Linked DNA regions of Sus scrofa: region 2 is linked to region 1. Evidence: chromatin contacts called from public promoter capture Hi-C data. All regions are on one chromosome and are shown on one strand. Each heading gives the region's core, a stretch centred on a gene start, on an enhancer-like site or on the middle of the called end of the contact. The rest is flanking DNA. Distances are from core to core; before and after follow the strand shown. Region 1 holds the start of LOC100738642 (torsin-1A-interacting protein 2). Region 2 holds the start of QSOX1 (sulfhydryl oxidase 1).

The links. Promoter capture Hi-C pulls out the DNA fragments that hold promoters and counts their contacts.
Region 2: a promoter capture Hi-C map of liver shows a contact between it and region 1, with 3 times the contacts expected there. The contact joins the promoter of QSOX1 here to the promoter of LOC100738642 in region 1. A contact is called at or near these places in 1 of 5 promoter capture datasets (liver) and 3 of 47 Hi-C or Micro-C datasets (liver and skeletal muscle).

What each region holds. Positions count from the first base shown.
Region 1 is chr9:121,511,029-121,514,866 of Sscrofa11.1, reverse strand. LOC100738642 (torsin-1A-interacting protein 2) reads left to right here and starts at 2,088. Exons shown (of 2, transcript XM_005656744.3): 1 at 2,088-2,204. It also overlaps a transcript of TOR1AIP2 not described here.
Region 2 is chr9:121,776,228-121,780,642 of Sscrofa11.1, reverse strand. It overlaps QSOX1 (sulfhydryl oxidase 1), which reads right to left and starts at 1,571. Exons shown (of 13, transcript XM_013989655.2): 1 at 1,499-1,571; 2 at 501-1,055. The coding sequence starts at 1,571.

The DNA.
Region 1 (3,838 bases), core at 839-3,338:
TGCCTATTAAATTACTCATTCATATGATAAAGGTTCTGTAATAAAGTCATTAAAGTGTATAAAACTTTATAGGATTACTAATCAGGAATGCATATATTAAGAGCCTCTTTAAAACAGTTGCCAGGACAGGTGACTATATAGAAACTTGGACCTTAACAGTATATTTGCTTAGGATTTTCCCTCTTTTGTCTAGGTAATAAGGATACATAATTCTAGCTCTGCCCTACGTGCCTCCACACCTAGTAATCTTACAAATACCAACTTTCATCACTAACTGAGGTAAAGCTAAACTCTTGTCAAACCAGATGTTCTGCTGTAGATGTTTTCCAGACTACAGGGGTGGCCCAAAAGAGGTGACATTGCATAGACAGTAGATTCATAGCTAATATAAGGGAATTGCTTGGCCATCAATACCAAAAGGAATCATGAGCTCTGGATGTTACTTTAGGAGTTTGAGATATGTGGAGGAATTTAGTGAATCAAAAGAGAACAAGAGAAGAAATGATTAGAACAATGTACTCATTAATTTAAGCGTCTACTAGGATATATGAATACGTATTCATAAGTATATGAATTAAATTAATGAGAGTTTTCTTTACCCTGAGAGAATTTGCCATGTATTAGGGAAGACATGCAAAATAGTAAAATTCAGGTTAAGTGACTGGCATTAAGTGAAATACCTTGCTCTTAGGCCTAGGTCTAGAAATCTAATGTTCTTGACACTGGATTTCTAAGTAAAGGAGCTATTTTAAATGATAATTTTTGAACATGAATTTTTAGTTTAGGGTAACCAGAAATCCTGTTATTTACTGAGAAAGAATTTATCAAGTCATTGTGCATAATATCTACATTTCTGGTCAATAGGGAAATAACTTTGGGGATTGTATCTTGGTAGAAAGAGGTAACATTGTTATTTTTAATAAGGAAAAGATTAAAATATTTAGAGGAAGTAAATTAAAGACATAGGAGTTAGCTGCATTTATTCCCCATCTCACATCAACAGAAAAATATTTTCAAGACTTAATACAAATGAAAACATCTAGCTTGAGATATTATACTGAAATTAAGAAATTAAAACTCAATAAAGTGACTAGAATGTAGTATTCTTCCTCTTATTGTTTGTTGAATTAGAAATTGCAGTCAAACAATTAAAAAGCATCCAAGATGTTCCCAAATCCTGTGTCTTCTGCCAAAAGAGGATGGTTGCAAGGTGAAGACACCAAAAATCAGTTACATGAAGAAGCATTAGTCCAGTTAATATTGGGGGTTATGCTATGCACCAGACAAAAGCTGTTCTAGGTGCTGGGATACAGCAGTAAAAAATAGACCTAAAACCAACCCTCCCTGCCTTGGATTTCATATTCTATGGGAGTCAGATAAAAATTATAGTAAGTAAAATAGTGCGTTGGTCAGAAGTGTTTGGAAAAAAATTAGCAGAGGGGAAGTCGAGATTTATGTAGATTTCTTCTATGCTGTCTTGAATTGGTGCAGGTCAGGAACTAGAATTTTAGACTTGACTTTGCCCAATTAGTTGTTCTTGGGTAAATTGCCATCTCAATTTTCACATAAGATTAATAGATCAGATAATGGCTTTTATTCATCATTTACTACAGTCATTTAGCAGACACTCTTGCGCACTTTAGCTCATTTACTCACAGCCACCTGATGAGGTATGTAGCCTTGCCCCATTGGACACCAGCAAACTGAGGTTTAGATCAGGACAAGCACCTCGTAATGGTAGAGGCCAGGTTCTAAGTCAAGTCGGACTGGTGCTTGCCATTATCATGGGGTAGTGCCCCTCACTGTGTTGCTTCCACTGGTTCTTTGAGCCTATGAACTTTCGGGGTTTTTTTAAGGGAGAATTAGGGTCATCCGACGTCTGGCAGAGAGACGCTCGCCTCCGGGTCAGAGAGCAGCGCGAGTGCGCGCTCACGGCGCCTGCAGCCTCGTGCCCGGGCGCTGGCCGGCGCCGGGGAGTGAGAGGGAGGTGCCGACTGCAGGGAGGAGGGGCCGGCGCCTACCAGTCCCAGCATTCCGCGGGCGCCTGCCCTCCCCTCGGAGGTCGCCGTCACGTGGGCTGGGACGGGGACGACGTTCTGTTCTGCCGCGTCGGAGGGGTGCAGCCCGGCGTTGGGGAGCAGAAAGGACCCTCGAAGGGCTCTCCTGACGTTGACAGTCGACGATTTAAAGCCCCGCTAGAATTTGTAAGTGAGTAAAATGTATATACAACTTTTCCATGTTTTAATATTTGATCTGATATCTTCTTTTTAAATATCTTTCAGAAACGATCCCTCCCCACCCCCACCTCCCTACCGCAAAACCCTTAAACGGAGCAGGTTGGAGGTATATTTTTGTTTTGGAGTGGAAAAAGAGAAACAGAATTGTGTAAACATTAAATAGAGCAAGGTGGGAATAAATGCTTGGTTCGGACTTTGCGATGAGAAGCAGAATTCCTGTAAGGTTCAAATGTAAACGGGCAAACTACCAGTACAGGTGGTGATTACTCTCTTTTCTTCCGTGCTTAACAGGATCCCATCCATTCGTCGTCTTGATCCTTGTAAGATAGTGCCCACCCTCCCGCCCCGCCTTTTAGCCTTAATGGTACTGAAAAGACCAAGTTTGAAGTAAGACTCTATAATTACTAATTTCTTACATAGCGTATAGGTATTCCCAACTGTATTATCATACCTAGTGAGAAAGTTTTCTTCTTTTTCCCTCCTTCAAAAAAGTGTACTCTCTACTAAATCAGTAATGCTTGTTTCGTACACAGATACAGAAATGAGTTATCTTAATCTGATTCAACGTATTTTGTTTCAGTTTTACCTGTCTTTCGGTTTTAAAACATTTTGTTTTGGATCTAGATCCAACATAAACCATTTTGTTTTGGATCCTTTCCTAATCTGTTTTTTAAGAATCGGGGCTGTGGTTGTTATCCATATTTATCAGTTTTGTTTTTCAAGCACAGGGCTCGTATATAAATGGCCAGTGGAAAATAATTTAATTTCAAAAGGAACTAGTGGTAGAGGAACTAAAAACGTTCCTGAAGGCCTTTGTGTAGACTAGAACAGTTGGAAAAACTGACATTTGCTGTGACAATTTTGAGAGCCTCCCCTCAGTAATGTTTATTATGCTGAATGCAGAGTCCACAACTTGATTACCAGTTTTGCTGCTGGTTTATCACATAGCCATACGTGACTCATTTAAGCTCTGTTTCACTTGTTTTTCTTCCTAACGTAGAGATAATACTAGCCCGAGAGTCTCCATAATTCACACATAAAGTAACTTAAGAATTTAACTAATTATTTGAGGATTATTGGGAATTTTAATAATGTGTAGTGTCTGGTATGTAATTTATTTTTGCCTAGGAAACAATTGTAAACTGTATGCAACAGAAATCCAATTTCTCTGAAGTGTCACTTGAACTTCTCAAGGAAAGTTTGCTCAGAAAAGCACAGTTTGCTCTAGGCTTTTAACTTTGTATTTAGAATTGTAATTGTGTTAAAATTTCAGTAATAGTCTATATTTTATGGCTACTACTGTGTCCCCCAAGAGAGAATTCAGTATAGTGATTATCATTTATTATAAGTTTTGCACAGCAGATCAAATATTTATGAATCAAGAAAGAAAATTAAATGGGATAGTTTAAGGACTCAGTAAGTGGAAACAGTTATTAATTGGACTGCTTAACTCTTAACTAATATTAAAGAATTGGCATATGGTTTTGGTAATCAAAATAGAAAGAAAAGGAGTTCCTGTCGTGGCTCTGTGGAGACGAATCTGACGGGTATCCATGAGGACACAGGTTTGATCCCTGGCCTCGCTCTGTGAGTTAAGGATC
Region 2 (4,415 bases), core at 322-2,821, 270 kb before region 1:
TGGGGAAAGAAAGGAGGGAGTGGGAATTGGGGGGAGGGAACAGCAGAATGAGTATCAGTTCCTTTTCTCCCCAGCACTGATCCCATCGCAGCTGGGAAACTTGGTAGTAAAGGGACGGACACAAGGCTGGGCGAGAGGAAGCTGGAAGGTGTCAGCGAGTAGGAACAAAGGAGACCACGTCGCAGGGATGGGGGCAGTAAACCGGCCGAGGGCCGACAGGCAAAGCAGAGCAGGTCCGGGTACCCAGGCCGCGGGGAGGGGAAAGAAACTCTCGACACCCGTCAAGGGGAAAAAGACAAGGAGGGGCGGGAGCTAAATATGGAGTTGAGGACTGCGAAACTGGGGGGGAAGTGGGAGGGGCAGAGAGGAAGACGGCCGGAGGTGATGGGCAGGGGGAAGCGCGCGCCGCGGGAGGGGCCTCCGCCTGGCACGAGGCGGAGGTTCGCCCAGGTGTGGCGAGAAGAGCGGGCCTCCTCACCCCTCCGCCTCCGGCTTCTCACCTTTGACGTCGTTGGCCAGCGCCTTCCACGTAGGGGCGAAGGCGATGCAGTGGCCGCACCAGGAGGCGAAGAACTCCACCGCCCAGGCGCTGCGGGAGCCCAGCACGGCGCCGCGCACCGTGTCCGCTTGCAGCAGCGTCAGCGGGTCAGAGGACGAGTAGAGAGCCGAGCGCGGGGCCGCGCCAGCGCCGGGCACCGCCAGCAGCACCGCCAGCAGCAGCAGCGACAGCGGCGGCCCGGAGCCGCGGCCGCACGACCCCATCCTCGGTGACTTCGCCCACCACTGCTCGCAAGTTTCAGACGAGTTGGTGCCCAGCTGCTCGGCGGCACCTCCTGCCTCCGTCGGGAGGAGGAGCCACGTGGTCCCGCCCAACGAGGCCCGGCACCGCCCCCTTGCCCCGCCCCGCCCTCCGGCCAGCGGCCAGTGGGCGGGGGAGCAGCTGAGGGCCTGAGCTGGGCGCTGGAGTCGGGCCCGGCCCAGAGCGCCTGGTTCCGGCAGCGGAGACCTCAGAGCTAGCCGGTTCGCGCCTCGGCCCCGGGAGCCAGGGAGCACAGCTCAGGCCGCGGGGCCCCACCCGCCAAATGAAAGATGTGCGACATCCGCGGGCGGAATCCTGGACCGGCGTTCCCGGTCGCTGCTGGGGACTGGAGGAAGTCATTTGGCTTCTCCCAGGCCCCCGAATCCAACGGAAAAAGAGTCCGTTGGAATAGACTGGACCGATTTATGCTGTTCCCGGAAAGTTCTGGGGATCCCACCAAACGATAAGAGGTTGTGAATTAGATGCATGTGAGGGAGAAGGACAGGTGGCAGGACAGTCTCTGAGTGTGTCATCACCACAGCCCCACGGCATCAGATGTGCCCACACCCTGGAGGCCTGTGATCATCTAAGGAAAACATTGTTTGAGGGTTTCCTAATCATGAATGAGAAGCCCCCTCCCATCTTATGCTGGGCTAGATTTGCATGGCCCATTGGGTGCAATCAGTTTCCTCAACTCACAGGTCCAGGTTATTCGGTCTATTCCTCCAACTGGGGCTCCCAGCGGCCCAAATCCCCACTCACAGATCTCCATTTTCACGTACAAATCCTTCTGACTAGTACCCTTATAACTCATTTGTGTTCCTGTGTACTAAGGTATTAATGATTAACTTCCCCTGGTCCACCTTTTGCAGCTCTGATGCTGAGTTATCTTAAGGAGAGCAGGTGTTCCTCAGAGTGTTATCACAAATGATCATTTTCTTTTGTGTCTGCTGGGTCAGCCCACCTTGCCTGTAAGCCATCGGAAACTAGATTTGTTATTCCAGCATTTATTGAGTGGTTTCTTGGTACCAGGCACTGTTCTAGGAACAAAAGATAAGGCAGTAAATAAAACCAAGATTCCACAGTCATGGAACGTACATTCTAGTAAGGATAGAGAGATATAAATGTAGATCCTGTATTGACAAAGGTTATGAAGATATGTGCAATAGGGTAAAAATAGGGTGACAGAGGAAGCGGTATTTTAGGTATTTTAGAAGACAATGAGGTCAGGGGTGGGCCCACCCCTCATATTTGCAGGGCCAGGGTCAATAATGCACATGAAGGCACACATATCATGTGCCTATACATTTTTTAAGTACAACCAATTTAAACTGTTATGTAAAATTCCTATCCTTTCATCTTGACAAGTATACCTCCATAATAATCTGGAATTCTTGGACTCCCCCAAGATGCGCTGTGGAACGGGGCCACTGAGGTGGTAACTGGTCCCTGGCCCTTGACCTTCCTCCTACTCTTTGCACCCCAGGTCTGTCCCATCCATCAAGGGGCCTTGTGTCCATACCTATAACATCCTTGCCGGCACATCTGAGCTGCATCCATATCTCCAGCAAATAGCCACGCCTTGGCTCCTCAAGAGGACAGACCTTGGGTCGATGTTGTCTCTAGAAGCTGATCTGGTGCCGCTGGGGCAATGGGTTCTAGGGTCTCAAGTATCCACGGTATGATCTAAGAAAGGGTGAGAAACAGGAGATTTGGGTGGGCACATCCCCTTGACCCATGGGCTTCTAGCTCTGTGGAAAGGGGTGTGGCTGGAAGAGGGCCACAGAGCTCAGAAGACAAGGTAGAGGCTCCTCTCGCCCTAGTCTTACGGCAGTTCTAACGAGGTAATATTTGAGCCAAAGACCCAAATGATGTATGGGAGAGAGCCTTGTGGTAATCTGGGATGAGAACATTCCAGGCAGAGATCTGGCAGTTGGGGCTTTTGCTCCCTTCGTGCATTCATAGTCTCTGTGCCAAAGTCTTGAACTGCACTGACAGCTCCCTGGAAACCCTGGATTCCAAAGGTTGGAAGAACTTCAGCAACTGGATAAGGTGCCAGTAAAAGTCAAGTGCCTTCAAATATTTCTATTCCCCAGGTGTTCTCTTCCCCAGGGAATTCCCTGGGAATTAAAGGGACAAGGTGAGTGCCTGAGAAGGACAGCCCACATAACTACACAAAGATGTGCTTGTTCACATATCTATTTCAGAACATCCGAAATGGAAACGAACACAAACGATTCAGATAGAGTGGATAAAGTTTCTTGGCAATGGAGTCAAAGAAATCAGCCCGGAGAGTGGTAAAATCGGGGGCTTCAATATCCCAGAACAGCAATACTGGGATTTTCAACTCTAAGTCTTAGAAGTCTATTCAAATAGAATCTCTTTCTTTTTTTTTTTTTTCCTTGTCTTTTTGCCATTTCTTGGGCCGAACCCGCGGCCTATGGAGGTTCCCAGGCTAGGGGTCGAATCGGAGCTGTAGCCACTGGCGTACACCACAGCCACAGCAACGCAGGATCCTTAACCCACTAAGCAAGGGTAGGGATCAAACCCGCAACCTCATGGTTCCTAGTCAGATTCGTTAACCACTGAGCCGCGATGGGAACTCCTCAAACAGAATCTTAAAAGGAGTCTTGGATAAAAGCAAGCTGAAGTTACTTGCTTTCAACCTATAGCAATACACACTTTCTGTGGTCCATGAGGCTTCTTGGGAGCCAAGGGGTTCCCTAGGCCACCATTTGAAAACCACTGGTCTAGAACTGAAAGCAGAAAACATCCATGGACTCCACTCAGCAACTTCCCTGCTTGCCCGTCCAGGGGCTTCCTGGGATGAAAAGGGGGCAGAGAAGGAAATCTACTCAGGTGTGGGGTGAGGAGAGGAAAGGTGTGCTGAGGAAGGCATTGAAAGTAGTGGGGAAGACTTAGGAATTCCTCCCCAGGTCCCCCTTGTGCACAAGCTATAGGAAAGTGAGCCAGGATAAATCAGGTGAGAGAATAATAACAGTACTGGCTAACAGTGTGCACCTGCTATTCTGAGCACTAGCAGATGTAACTCATTGAATCCTCATGCCAATTCTATGAGGTTGAGCGTATTAGTGTCCCATTTTTACAGATCAGAAGACTGAGGTCAAAGGAGCCCTGTTGACTTTCCCACTTGTGACTCATTCACATGTTATGTGTGAATAAAAGAGAGGGAATGTATCCACCAAAAAATGAGATAGGTGGTCAGAGGAATGCAGTCTATACACCAATGCAGATAATGATGGTGAGCCACGGAAGAGTGTTTGGTAAAATATGTCACCCGGTAGCCGAGCATTAGGTGACTTTCCACTTACTCATGAGCACTGAGGATCAGAGAGGGTGTGTGCCCCAGGAAGGCAAGTGCCCAGCAGGGGAGAAGGGATCTTTGCTTTATCTTTTTGGGCTTTGCCTCTAGGTCTTCCAGATGAACTTTCCATAGCTGGGGTCGCTTAGGATACCAGTTCTGAAAGTAGGAAGAGGGGCAGTAGCCTGTATCAGATACGGCCGGAAAGACAAGTTGCATTCAAAAGGCTTGCAAAGGGGAGCTTAATGGATGGACTCTTTACAGAGGTGTGTGTGGGGGGGGTAGAGGGAAATG